2 separate regions of the Gasterosteus aculeatus genome follow, and region 1 is linked to region 2. The links are chromatin contacts, called in public Hi-C maps. All regions are on one chromosome and are shown on one strand. Each heading gives the region's core, a stretch centred on a gene start, on an enhancer-like site or on the middle of the called end of the contact. The rest is flanking DNA. Distances are from core to core; before and after follow the strand shown.

Region 1 (3,556 bases), core at 464-2,963, 34 kb before region 2:
TGAGACACAACTAGAGTGCGTTTATTCCTTCACAATTTGAATGCATTGAGCCTCTACGGCTCTGACGTCATGCCTCTGCAGCTCTCTGACGTCATGTATTTACCGATGCCTGCGAAGCCTTTCACAAGGACAGGACTGAACAACTAATAATATATTATATATATATTAACCCCCCTATGATCCCACTGCCTCGAGCGGCAGTGACACCTCGAACAGACGTCCGGTCGTCGTCGTCCTCTCACGCGCGAAAGCGGCGCTGTTGTAGTGAGCGCGCGTCGCCACATGGGGGCGGCAGTCACGAGGCAAACGCTTGATCCCCACTCGACCAGCTGATCAACCCCCGAGTCCAGGCCGCGTGTGACGTCACTACGTGCAGACCGGCTCACAGGTGATTGCGTTTCATGCATTTGCGGACCGTCAATTCATGTTATTTCAACAACAGTAATCTGTGTTTAAGGGGAGGGGGGGGGGGGGTTACAGCTGGCTAATCTCGCCTCAACACTGAAAACCACCCAGCATCTGGCGGGAGTGTGAGGGGGGGGCAATAGGATCTCCTTAATATCTCATTTATAATGTATAAAACAACAGCGAGACGGTGACTTCAGCAGAGTTTCTTTATTCACATTTTAAAAATTCTCATGGCGGCACATTGGACTTGTTGTTCTTTACACTTCCGACCGCGAGCCGACGTCCCGCAGACCCACAAACCTCACGAGCCGCGGAATGAAGAAAAGAACGTAAACACTAAAGAAATCTCATGAAACCCCCCAAAAAACCCACACGGGTGTAAAACGGTGGAATAAAAAGATGGAAAGCAGCATTAAAAACTTGATGTGTGTGTGAGGGGAGGGGGGGGGGGCGAGACATACCAGAGGTGTTGACATGTACTCTGTGTGTGTGTGTGTGTGTGTGTGTGTGTGTGTGTGTGTGTGTGTGTGTCTCCGTCTCACAGAGCACAAACACACAACTTCAACCTTCAGATGAATCGTAATCTAACAGTAGCCAGAGAGGCGACACCCCCCCGTTCAAACATGCTGGAGGCTTAAATCAAACCAGCACGTGATGAGGAGCCAGAGATCTGGAGGGGGGGGGGGGGTCTGGTGGAAACCACCTGCTTGTCAACTGAAGACAGCGGAGTGTGTTTGTGTACACATGAAACACTGTGTAATCCACGTGTACACACCAACACAGCCCCCCCCCCCCCCCCCCCCACGTGGCCCGCTGTGTTGTTGGGAATATAAATATAAACACCAACATGGTCTCAGAAGCAGCGCGTGCAGAAAAGACGGCGTCTTCGTTCGTCCCTCGTTTCATTGACCGGCTTTAAAAAAAGAAGAAGAAACAAAACCAGAAGATAAAAACGCGGCGCCCCAGAGGAGACCCCCCGGCCCCTCCCATCGCAGTGTGTGTCTGTGTGTGTGTGTGTGTGTGGTGTGGGGGGGGGGGGGGGGTCACTGGTACTGGAGGTAGTTCTTCAGCGTCTGTGGCAGCGGGAGGCCGTCGATGTGATGGATGCGCTCTCTGCCAAGAGCCAGTCGAGCTACTCGTCTGCACAGGTCCATGAGGGGGAGGGGCTCCGCTGTGGGGGGGGGGGGGGGGGGGGCAGAGAGACACATGAATATTTATTCATCATTTTTAAACAGGCCTGTTCATACGCTCTCCCCCTCCACCTGAACAGCGGCTCACGCAAAGGATCCGTCTGGTCAGCGCGACTTGGCGCCACGTGAAGCAGTGGCGTATACGTTGCCATGGAGACCCGTTCTGTGCATTCGGGGCCGTTCCAGGCCGGGCTAATGGCCGCCGGGCTTTTGGGGGGGGGGTCGAATGTCTTCCCTTCACCTGGTGACGGAGAAGTGCGGTGACACCAAGAATATTTAATCAGCACCTCGGCTGCGTGTTACAAGCAGAGAGAGAAGCAGCACTAACGTGGCAACACAACACACACACACACACACACACACACACACACACAACACCCCCACAAACTGTGGAGGCAAGTGATGTCTGTGTGTCCCAACAGAAACAGACTCTAAACTGCCATACAGCCGTGATGTCAAGCTGCTCCACCTGGAGGCACCATCTGGTGGGGCTGAAATCCTGCTGCTGCCACACACACACGCACACACACACACACACACACACACACACACACGTGCACATGCACCCTCCTGACTGGCTTCTGCCTGTTTGCATAGAGGTTTTATTCATGAGACATCACAGGCTCGCTCGGAGGCTTCATGCTATGATTTATTGATGGCGCCGTCGTTTTGACAAAAGACCCTGAAACTGCTTCATCAATAGTTCACGGCGTCAAACTTTAAAAATCAGCATTAAACCGAAGAAAAGGCCGTTGAAAACGGATCCCGTGGGGTCCGGGGATATTAAAACCACATCAAGGCGGCGGCTCGGTGTTCTGAAACAACATCCGCTTTACTTCCTGTGGAAGGGCATTTCAGAATAAGAGCCTCTAGAAGGGATTTCAGGTTGGCTCAGATCGCTTTGCTAAAATGGGAAACTAAATACATGAGATTACTGATAGTCTGGAAAAAAAAAAAAATCAGCTCACAGCAATTAATCAGTCTTAACCTTACGCATATAGGTAGTTTCCATAGTAACCAGCTCGTCCCGCCATGGGACAACGCCATGGCCCCCCAGCATCGAACGCCCGATTCAGACTTAGAATATGACGTGATGCTTTCAACTAGGGGATCAGAATCCACTGGCAGAGACATCAGGTTCTCTGGTGGAGGGCGTTCATGTTCTGTGGGAGGGGCACGATCCACTAAGCGAGCACGTGTAGTTTATGCACAACACGTACTCCCCGTTTCCTCCGTGTTTTACCCGCCAGCATCATCGCCGCCGACGAGGAGGAAAGAAAAGAGCCAGAAGTAAGAGGATGACAGCCGGCGCCGACAGGATGGAGGGTGGCGCCGTGGCGTTGGCAGAGACGGTTTTCAGTTATTTAACGCCGGCTCGTATCGCCGTCGTACATGGCAGCCCTCCGTCCCTCCCTCAGTCCGTCCCCCATCGTCATCCCTCGTCCCCGTCTCTGCCCTCTCAAGTCTTTGGAGGGTGGGGAAGTGCGGTTAAGGACGCGCCGCTGGACTGCAGAGGCCGTCTGGCTGGCAGTCAGACACTTCATCGAGGGGGGGGGGGGTGTCTGCAGTCACTGAGGTGAGACCACGAATACACGATGGCAACGCACACACAGGCGGGCCGTCTGGCCTAGTTCTAAGAACACAGGTGTGCGTCCTACATATTCAGTGAAGTCCCCAAAGTCATTTCACCGACGGGTCAAAGGGGAGGAAGTGGGGGGGGGGGGGGACGTTATAAAGGGACGGACTGAATTAGATCAATCATGTATAAGATAGGAACTTGGAGGAGGGAAGCGAGACCAGCCGTGGGAGGTCGGGGGCGTCGGGGACTCTGTGTGTGTGTGTGTGTGTGTGTGTGTGTGTGTGTGTGTGTGTGTGTGTGTGTGTGTGTGTGTGTGTGTGTGTGTGTGTGTGTGTGTGTGTGTGTGTGTGTGTGTGTGTGTGTGAGATTGGAACCGCGG
Region 2 (3,811 bases), core at 910-3,409:
ACAATTTAGTTTAACAAGAAGCAATATTACATATTACATGATCTTATAATCATTTACATTATCAGCTATAGTCTTCAACATGCACACAAACACACACACACACACGCACACACATGCATGCCATTCCCAATCGACCAGAGACATGACATGGGTTGGGCATCCCATGACTTCCATTGGTGCGGAGTGGAGGGAATTAAAGGAAAAAGAGATGAGTTAAGTGGTTGCACGTTCGGCAGCTGGGCTCATATGACCGCCGTACCTTCAGAAATTACTGCAGGCAGGAGAGGGAGGGGCGATGGACAATGATCCCCTCAAGGCTCGAGGGCTTCCCGTGAGATGCCTGATTCGATCACCGATAATCACCGACTGAGGCCCACTTCTTGCTCCGCTGACGCCACATGGGGGCCAATGTGGGGCCACGCGATGCCTTCGAAGAGAGAATCACCCCGCGAGCCAGAAGTCCGGTGACTTGTCACATGCATTAAAAAGCACTGTCATATCGATATGATGTTTTACTGTAAATTTCCATATTTTCTATTTTTAACTTGTATCTTTTAGCGCGGCACGACGTTTACTGTCACCAGGCCAAATTCCTCGTATGTTTAACGAACAATAAACCGTTGCTGGAATTTATTCTACGAAGCCAAATTGTATTAGAGTTCAATATTGATATTTCTAATATCCTAACACACTCCGGCAGAGAGTTTGATGAACAATCACAGCCTCCCTCTCCATTATATGTCGGTAGGGTTAGCAGACGGTTAGCTTAGCATACTGAAAACTGGGGCTCTGGCAAAGACATCAAAACCACCAAAAGAGTGTTTTTGGTTTTCTTCCATTTTGTTTTACAGTCACACCAAATTCCTTCTGCTGGTGATCATAAATCATTAAAAAGAACAAAAGACAAATTATAACACAAGCAGTCAAGATATGACCGACGTACAAGTATCAGCTTCCTGTGGACCTGCGTTGTTCTGTTGGTTTATCTAAATAATTCCAAATAATACTGAAACATTTTAAGCTCCTCATAGTATTTAAACAGTCTGACTGTGGGATATCATTTTTTAAGACAGATTGAAAGAGAATTTTATTTTCTTAACCAACCATGAACTTTCTTTTAAACAAACTATGCTGCCTTTTCCCCAACCGAGCTAGAGTACGACTCTTTAAAAAAAAAAAAATAATAATACGTATACGTATATGTAATACTCACTTTAATAACAAACCTGTCCGTCTCAACTTACTTGTTATTCGTACACACATTATACATTTTAATATTTCTATTCTCTCCATGTAACCGTGATATTTTTGTGAACGGGGTTATTGGTCTCGTTCGTCGTCGTCTGCACTTGAACGCACCACTGGCGGAGGCCGTGAAGGCAGCATGTGCGCTGCGCTGGCAGGTCCAGCAGATGGGGCAGTGAGGTCGGGATTCTGAACGCGCCACGACGCAGCCTCGCTTTTCTCCCACGTGCGTCAAGATACGGAGAGAGTGCGAACACGTGATGTTTTCAAAATAAAAGCAGAATTAGTAACGTCTAATGACATGGTTCTGAAGACAAAATGTGGCCACTGATGCAATGGATGGGATCTGTTGATATACTGTGCTTTGCATGATTGCAAATTTGACTACATCCCAGATGAGTTCATCCTGTGAGCTTCAACCCTGTGGCTGCAACATGAAAGAACTGCAAAACTTTGCTTATTACATATGGATTAGGATTGAAGGACTCAAGGAAAAGTGTCATTATGCAACGCGCAAGGCAGCCCAACGCAATTCATTTTCATCCCATCTGCAACACAACAAACGCATGACAAACAAAACAAATAAAACAGAAGCACATCCCTGTAGTGCATTTTTAAATTTGCACCATAAAGAATGTAAATAGCATTCATGTAGTGCATTTTTTAATTTGCACCATAAAGAATGTAAATAGCAGCAACAAAAAACATTATCTAGGGATCAATGTATGTATAAATGTATGTATCCTTCATTGTTTTGTCCATTTATTTGTGGGTACGGTGAGAGCAACGTAACAGCTGTCAAATTCCATATGAAACCTTACAAGACAATGAATGTGAGTCAAATATACACTCACATAAATAAATATATCAATCGTATATATTCCGTTGTGACACAAAAGTATCGCGTTTTCATGTCTCAGCCACAAGATCGTGGCGAACTTATTTTGAAAGGCAGCCACCGGAAGTGGCGCTTGCGTCTCCACGACAAGCGGCTTGACGCCGGGTCTCCGTCGCGGCAGTCGGAGAAACCGAAGCGGTGGATTCAAGTATTTTAAACGTCGGTCCTCCGCCTCTCGGTTCCCGCAGGTAAGCGGAGGGGTGGTCGTGGTTTGGGGGTCTTCGGGGGCGCGATGTGCTCTTACTTTAGGAGACTCTCTCGGCGGTCCGGTTGTTGTTTGTTTTAAATACCTCGAGCCGGCTGGTCGCCCGTTCAGGGGGGCGGGGGGGGGGCGGCACAGCAGATTAACGCGCACGCATTAGCGCACGCCAATGCGCACGCGACACACGCAACAAGTCCGCACAGATAACGAATGGAAGTGAGCAGAAGTCCCTTTAGTCCCGGTGTCTCCCTTCGGCTAACGGACGAGGTTAAAGAACGTTACGTTAAGTAGCTAGCGGTAGCTAACTGTTAGCCAAATTAACGTCACTTAAGGCACTTTTCCTCCGGTGGCGCGGAGCTCAGCGGGGCGTCGCTTCGCTCGCCCGACGACTGCGTGTTTTTCGGTGAATGAACGTTCCCGCTAAAGACCCGGCGTTTGCGGCGCGACAATAACGTGGAAAAAAAATAGCGTGATGTTAAATACAAAAAACGGGACCAGCCGGTCTCCTTAACCGTAACTCGTCACGTGGCAGGTGTGTGTGTGTGTATAAGTCTTTACTTCGCTCGATTACGTGTTTTCGTTTTGTTTATATGTTCGTGTGACGTGTTCATACGTTTGTAATCGGTATCTGTGCGTCAAGGCACCGGGCGGGATGTGGAGGCGGTGAAGCATCGTCTGCGCGTATTTTTAGAGCTCCTAATCATAGGGTTTGGATTGTGAGGCCACATTTACTGCACTTTTTGAGTCTTCTCCTTTCCTCGTGTCCCTGATCGCAGTTTGCACGGAAATAAATAACTGCTGTTTTCTTTAATCGTGGAAAAAGCATCCAGGCTGTTTACGATGCTGCACACGTGACACTGGGAATCTAATGGTAGTTTTCATTCATTGTGATTAAAAAGTAATATACTGAACGTATGACCCGTTTCGGTTCTCTTTACTACTTACTATTTTAGCACTTGGCGTCATTTAGTCACCTAACCCAGTCGTTGCTGTGTGAGCTCACTAACTGTTTGTGTCCAGCCTGCAGGGATGGGCCGCGATCTGGATGGCTGACCGTCAGGGACGAGGACCAATCGCACGACGAGATGCTGGCTCGCAACCGCTTCCTCCTCCTGGTGCTGGTGGGCGGGGCGGCGCTGGCCATCATCAGCCTGAGCCTGCAGTTCTGTAAGTGCCCCGCTTTGGCTCGGCCTGACTTCCAAACATGGTCATTCTCTCGCCTCGGCGTTTCCATTTGAAAGGGGAAACCGACCATTCCGTTGACGTTGCGTGCTTGTTTGTGCTGCACATGCTTTGCACATCCTTTCTTCGTGGTCCCATTGAAAGAGACCCCATTCATACCAAAACAAAGCTCAATCATCTGTAGGCTTTCTTCCTATTAATATCCAGCACCAGCCGATGTACACTCCTGATGCTCTGAAACACCCTCGGGAGATCAGATCTGCCTCGCTGTACATAATTGTGTC

The links. A called contact is a pair of places that touch in the nucleus more often than the background predicts.
Region 1: a Hi-C map of skeletal muscle shows a contact between it and region 2, with 5 times the contacts expected there. The contact joins the enhancer-like site here to the promoter of pxylp1 in region 2. A contact is called at or near these places in 4 of 6 Hi-C or Micro-C datasets (liver, skeletal muscle and tail fin).

The regions. Positions count from the first base shown.
Region 1 is chr1:2,388,583-2,392,138 of fGasAcu3.hap1.1, reverse strand. It overlaps LOC120827251 (SPRY domain-containing SOCS box protein 4-like), which reads right to left. Exons shown (of 3, transcript XM_078107249.1): 3 at 601-1,579. The coding sequence ends at 1,452. Among protein-coding and RNA genes, the nearest start is that of LOC120827251, 15 kb to the right of the region's middle. Within about 2 kb of position 1,713, at least 4 of the 9 cell types and tissues checked have open chromatin away from gene starts, as enhancers often do.
Region 2 is chr1:2,354,689-2,358,499 of fGasAcu3.hap1.1, reverse strand. pxylp1 (2-phosphoxylose phosphatase 1) reads left to right here and starts at 2,159. Exons shown (of 6, transcript XM_078107228.1): 1 at 2,159-2,331; 2 at 3,366-3,512. The coding sequence starts at 3,431.